Regions from separate parts of the Gossypium hirsutum genome. Here region 2 is linked to region 1. Evidence: chromatin contacts called from public Hi-C data. All regions are on one chromosome and are shown on one strand. The core of a region is the stretch at or near the end of the contact, and the rest is flanking DNA. Distances in the headings are between cores, read along the strand shown. Region 1 holds the start of LOC107921991 (putative receptor-like protein kinase At4g00960). Region 2 holds the start of LOC107922163 (phosphoglucomutase, cytoplasmic).

Region 1 (3,312 bases), core at 597-3,096:
AGTGGTGTAGCCCAAGATCTTCTTTAAAGACAAAGGAATCACTCAATTATACTCCATTCTAGTCATTATAATCTGCCATGAAGCATAGTGTGCAAATGGTAGAAGCAAAGAAGTTAGTGCAACTTACTGAAAAGAAGCTTGTCTAGACTCTCATTAGTGACGTACTCATATACCAAAAGCTTTTCTGCTCCATGTACACAGTAACCAAGAAGATTAACAACATTGCGATGCTGAACACGAGCTAGCAACCTAGCCTCATTCTCGAACTCCTTTTTACCCTGTCTTGAGCTATGAGATAGCTTCTTCACTGCAACTTCTCTTCCATCATCTAGTTTCCCCTATAAATTAAGCAAAAGTCCTTAAGTTAGAGAAATTCCTTACTGTCTAGGGTTGATGAACAAGAGAAATCATCACTTTGAAACCAGAAAACAAGAGCAACATGATTGTAAAGCTTGCTGAAAGATCTGATAACTAGAAAACCAAGGCAGGCTTATTGAATCGATTGAACTAACAAAAACATTCTAGTTTCGAGTGCAACATCAATTAACAAATTGATATGCTTTGCCTCTTTTTCTTGGCATCTAAAGGGGGAAAACGGCTAAATGGTTTGACAGGGTTAAGGGAACAGATGGTTCGATTTTGATCAAAGCTAATAGTCAGAGATGGGGTCCTAAAGTAGTCTTGGCCTTTTAGGACAAGGCATTTTCGTTATTTGCTGTTCATTATATTGTTCAGCTGCAAAAGTTGAAACTTCGAATACCTAGGAAAGTAGAATCTTTCTTTTTCCTTCAAAAAGAATCTGCGGCAATCCTTTATGTCATATCAATTACATTTTTTATGGAAACAAAAGAACCATTCAATAAATCAAAAGATCAATAAAGTTCAAATTTCTAGGCAACCAAACAAGAGTTTGAGCAGGACGATCTTACCCTGTAGACAGGTCCAAAACCTCCTTCACCCAGCTTCTGATGTGGGTGGAAATCTTTGGTAGCAGCAACTAAAATCTCGAAAGGGAAATGCTTTTGCTCTTGTTGAGCTATTTTCTCCAAGTCATCTCTACTCCGCCTGTCTGATCAAAGATCACCGAAAAATTAATCATCAAAACATGTAGAAAAGCATCAAATTATTTTTCTTTCTTCTAAACTTTTCCGCATAAAAAATGGGTTTTTCATTTTACCTTTGCTTGAGATAAACTTAAAAGGTTTGATTAGATTTAGAAAGAAATCCTTGGATTTGGTCATGGAAAGTCAGAAACCTGGTAGAAACTAGATCATGAAATGAAAGAACTTTCTGAACTGAAATAGAAATAAAAAAGAAGAAAGAAATTCTAGGGAAAGATTGGAGCTTGAACAATTGGGAGAGAAAGAGGAAGGCAGAAGATTAGCTCGGGAACTTGAATGTTAAATTTGGCGTACTATATTTTCTAGCTTTTGTTGAAGGAGGAAACAGAGAAATGTATACGGAAACGTAACGTGTTGACTAGCTGGTTGACACTAGACTATTTCTCTCCTCTTTCTTCTGTATTCAATTCATCTGCCCTTTTCTTACCTTCTATAAGCATTGCTTTCACTTGTAATTTGCCACTACTACAAATCAATCACAATATACCTGCCGCTATTGTTCCCGCCGGTAAACATCATTTCGCCCCATTTTTTAAAGATAAGAAAATGAGTCTCTCCCCAAATTTAATTTGCTTCCCCTGAGGTTAAACCCTTAGGTTATATAAATTTGTTCGGAATGGATTTCTGCTTCTTTCCTTTTGGTGAGTCAACTCGTTCTCTATCATCTTCTTCGATTTCCAATTCACTATTCAGCAGCCCGTCCGAGTCGCTGCACTGTTCTTGCATGAATTATTTACTGTCATTATTATTATTATTTGAAAGATTTAGGGTCGGGTTTTTACATGAATAATAAAAAAAAATAATTACAGAAACAGGGCATGTAGTAAATTATTTATCTAAATTTATGTGAATACTATTAGCCTTAAAAATAACTCATTATTATTCAATTTCAAGTGAAAATATATATATAATTTTAAGTGGTGCTACCAGCAACACAAAAAAAGTATACTTTCTTTTTGTATTTCTTCAATATTTATTCGATATTTAAAAAGAAATTCGTATGTTTTTTTTTCGTTTGTTTGTTTAACAATATAATGGCACCACTTAAAATAAATAGTTTTGTTTCACCTAATATGATTGGGTGATGATAATTGCTTTGAGGGTTGATCCTAAATTTATTATAAAAACAATATTTACTGTTTTTGTAATTTTTTTTGTATTATCAATGTAAAGAATTCACCATTCTTATATTCAAACAAGACTCAAAGAATATATTATGGATGAAAACTAATTAAAATAAAATCAAACAGGACTTATATAAGATGAAGATCAAGATAAATATCAGCAGTGAATTCCCATTGAATTTGAAATTTCAAAATTTGGAATTGGAAAGTGAATTTTTTTCAAATTCATATAGATTTTGGATATTTTGATTACCTCTAATGTAATTAAGAATAACTTAGTAATGAGGCGAAATAAGTGTTTAAATTCAAAAATTGTCTGTGAGGTGAATTGTAACGAGAATACAAATAAATTTTATAAGAATAAATTTACAAAACAAATATTAAAATTATACATGAATTTTGACTTAATTTGTAATGTTGTTATACATAAATTTTGATTAGATTCAAACTTCCTAAATCACTAACCATTTTATTGTTATATGTTGCCTACACATAATTTTTTTTAATATAATGATTAGAACTACCCAAAACTCTTCCTCATCTGTAACTAAGGGAATAAATTACACTTCAACATACTCGAACTCCCGTCCTCTTGCACCAACAACAAGGTTGATGTCAACCGAACTAAAACTCAATCGAAACACAAATAATTGTTTTTATTCAATGTAAAAATAAATGTTGGGCATAAACTCTTGTAAACAACGAACAAAAAAAAAATAACGAAGAAATTGAAGAAATTGAACATGAATATTTTACGTGGAAAAATCCCTCCAAAGAAAATAAAAAACCATAGGCAAAGATAATTTCACTAAATTGGCAAAGATGAAGAATACAAAGATGGAAATAAAGACTAAACCCTGAATCCCGAAAATGAACCTCAAAACTTAAACACAAAATTCCCTGTAAACTTGTAAAAGCTAATATCTAAAAGTGTTATGGGTTAAATCTTTCTAAGGTAGAAAAGTGTCTATTTTATAGGCTAAATTTTGTGTACAAATTTGACTAAAACATCCCTAAAGTAATCAAAGTTTAACCGGAAGAAGAAAATTGAGAAGCTTTGGGAACAC
Region 2 (3,312 bases), core at 346-2,845, 130 kb before region 1:
GTGCATATATCCCAAGTACAATTAGGGCAGATACATCCTTTTCATAAGAGTTTCCCTAATATAACAAAGCACACAATCTAAGCAAGCCTCACATAAATGGATGTACGTAAAGTGAATCCTTAGTTCCAAGATTTTAAGAGCATAGTTAAAGAGCCACATTATGCCTCTAAATATTAAAAAGTAAAAATTACCAAGTACATTTAGCATACAAAAAGGCATAGCATCAACAAAAACCCTTACCTCTAACTTTTTCTGGTGTAAGGGCATTGAATGTTGACTGAACGAAATTTTGCAAATAATGAGGCTGAATGAAAACTTTCACCTGGACAGGTCAAAACACCACAGTATACAATTAAAAGAAAAACATGTAAATCAATATGCAGAGGCATATTGTAAGAAAATATAGAAAACTGTTTATGTTCCATATCACTCAAGTTGCAAATAACCTGAACTTTGACACGGATTTTAGCAACATGTAAAAAATGGACTTCGACAATGAAGGAAACTATTAATCTAATTACCTATCATGCGTAAGAACACTGTACAGAATACTGGTCAAACAATATAAGTAAGACCTGAAGAACTATTAAGTAGTATTAATTTTTTAGCATCAGTTCCAGAGTATTAAAAATTAAAACCCATAACGGGCAACAGGCATCCAAAACATCAACAATTAGGAATTATATAATCATTTAAATATAGAAATACGATCTAAATATAAAACAAACCACCAGAAACCATATAAATATAGTTATTAGATTCATGAGAAACTATGAGCTGAAATGGAATCAAGCATTAAAATTTTACCTCAAAAAAAAAAAAAAACAAAGAACTAAATTTAAATAATGAATGAACTTGATTCAGATCCAGAATAGAAAAGAAAAGGAAAATAGATCATAATTAAGTTAAAACTTCAAATAGCAAATAGATCAGCACCGAAAATGATAATATCCATGTCTCTCTTCGGTTACATGTTATAGAAGTAAATCTTAATCTATGAAAATGAAGTTCAATATATAGTTTACGAGATCATCTAATTCAACGAGAAGACCTTGCAGCAGGCATCAATCAAACGGATTAAATTGATCTAAAATTAAATTGGAGTGATATAACAGAAGATCGAGATATCGTATAACGATCAAAGTAAAGGAAATGAAGAAGGAAATGAAGAAGGACGATTAAGAAGCAAAAGGAACCTTCTTACGGAGGCCAGAAGTTCCAGGCTTCTGGCCGTCGATCGGCGTCGTCGAGACTTTGGAAACCTTGAACACCATTTCTTTGCTTTCTACGACTGCCATGCAACACAATTCAATCAATGCGAATCTCTTAACTCTTGATAAATAAATATGTAAATATTAAAAAAAATGAAAAGAGAGAGAGAGAGAGCTCACTCGTTGGGGAGATCAAATTGAAATGCGTTAGTTTTGAGAATAAGCTGGCAAAGTGAGGAAGTGACCCGTATTACCTTCTTTTTAATAATATATTGTTTCTTTTTCTTTTTTGATATGAAGTGAAAGAAACGCGAACGGTGAAGATTGAGGCCAGGATGAGATTAGACAGGGGGCGATTTGAAACCTCACGTATTCTCCCTTGTTTGGGATGAATAAAGGAGATCTACTTCAAACTTTTTTACTCCACAATAGAGCTGCTCATGGGCCGGGCGGCCCGGCCCGGCTCAGCCCGATAGCCCACCTAAAATTTAGGAGGATTTAGGTAAAAATATAGGCCCAAAATATGGGTTTGGGTAGAAAAAAAAACCCGTTTAAAAAACAGGCTGGACCTCGGACAAAATTTTTTTGGCCCGGTTCGGCCCGAAAATATATTAAATATATATTTTTTAATTTATTATTACATTTACATTTTACATTTCCCATTTCCCCTCCTTATTTTCCTGACCCCGTTTAGACTTCAGATACAAATCCCTAATCCCTTCCCTCCGCCCTTTTTTTCCCCCAAATCGAAAACTCACCTCCACCGATCCACCATCTCACCTTCAGTGTTCGGTCCTCCATGACTCCACCTCTACAACTCTAGCAGAATTTGACCAAAATTTAATCATTTTACTAGGTGGCGTTGTTGTTCTCTTCAGTTCGATTCTTCTGCAACTTCCGACCCAAACCCTTCAAATCAACAAGTTCAAGGTAACATGCTTCGATTCTTCTTCACTTTAGTTTTCATTTCAATTGAAATTTTCGAGCTTTACATTTTAATCATGTACTTAAGAGAAGGCCGCTCTTTATTGCTGAGTTTAGTGACGGTGACATGCTTCGATTTTTAACTATTTGTTGCCATGTTTTCCACCAAGAATGCATTGATCATTGGCTTGAATCACATAAAAGATGCCCAGTTTGTCGTTAAGAGTTAGATGTGACTAGTAAATCAATAGTAAATCCCTCAAATCTCTAAAATCTCAAGTTTTACAGGTTAGAACATTTCCCCCTTTTTTGTAATATTCTTTACTTTTTATTGATTCTTTTGTTTCAATTTCCTGTTATGAGTGATTTATTGATTGTTTTATTATGTTTGTTTTGATCTGATCTTATCGTTTTGGTGATTGTTGTTGAACAGGTGATCGGGGATTTTGATCTCAAAGAGTTCATCATGTTTAATCGACTGTTCAGGAAACCTAAGCAGGAAACAAATGCTCTAACCACGTTAGAAAAATTAAACGAGGTGTAGTATTTGATTTTCTTTTATTTTTTCACTTTAATTGGCAAACCAGTTATTTATTTTTGTATTTCTCTTGCTTTGTTTGAGTTCAAAAATTTTTGCAATAAATGTAACAGTTTTTTGCAATATATGGAATTCATTTGTTATACTTAAAGAACAACTTATCTAGTATTGTTATTTAGTTGAAGAGAAGGGTTTCAAAGATAAAAGGAATGAATATCTCTTTTATCGTGTATACATATTCCTTGCTGATCTCGCTAAAAGTTGATGCTATGATGGACTGTGATCTTTTCTGTATTTAAAAGTTTGGTTATATTGGTTGTGTATTAGGGATAATTTCAAAATTTTAAGAATATTAATTTTAGTGATTTTTATTTCGTCTGGTGCTACAAAATGCAAATTGCAGTCTATATTCGTTTCCACTGAATGACTTACATTGCTTCTTTCTACTTTTTTTTATTTTTTTAATTTTAAAATATTTTTAAAATACTTTTTTAAAATTTTTGGTATTTATTAAAAAATGGGCCGGGCTGGGCTGGGCTGGGCTTATGATTTTTTCTTGGGTCGGGCCTGGGCAAAATTTTAGGCCCATATTTTGGTTCGGGCCGGGCCCGGGCCAAAAATTTTCACTGGGCCCGACTC

Evidence for each region. A called contact is a pair of places that touch in the nucleus more often than the background predicts.
Region 2: a contact with region 1 is called in a Hi-C map of leaf, with 2.8 times the contacts expected there. The contact joins the promoter of LOC107922163 here to the promoter of LOC107921991 in region 1. A contact is called at or near these places in 13 of 34 Hi-C or Micro-C datasets (anther, callus, hypocotyl and 2 more).

What each region holds. Positions count from the first base shown.
Region 1 is chrD01:46,108,000-46,111,311 of Gossypium_hirsutum_v2.1, forward strand. It overlaps LOC107921991 (putative receptor-like protein kinase At4g00960), which reads right to left and starts at 1,847. Exons shown (of 6, transcript XM_016851799.2): 1 at 1,549-1,847; 2 at 930-1,069; 3 at 128-338. The coding sequence starts at 1,561. LOC121213588 reads right to left here. Exons shown (of 3, transcript XM_041086383.1): 3 at 3,203-3,312.
Region 2 is chrD01:45,976,181-45,979,492 of Gossypium_hirsutum_v2.1, forward strand. It overlaps LOC107922163 (phosphoglucomutase, cytoplasmic), which reads right to left and starts at 1,596. Exons shown (of 18, transcript XM_016852050.2): 1 at 1,392-1,596; 2 at 1,197-1,291; 3 at 241-322. The coding sequence starts at 1,274. LOC107922164 (a long non-coding RNA gene) reads left to right here and starts at 1,692. Exons shown (of 2, transcript XR_001691195.2): 1 at 1,692-2,423; 2 at 2,569-2,907.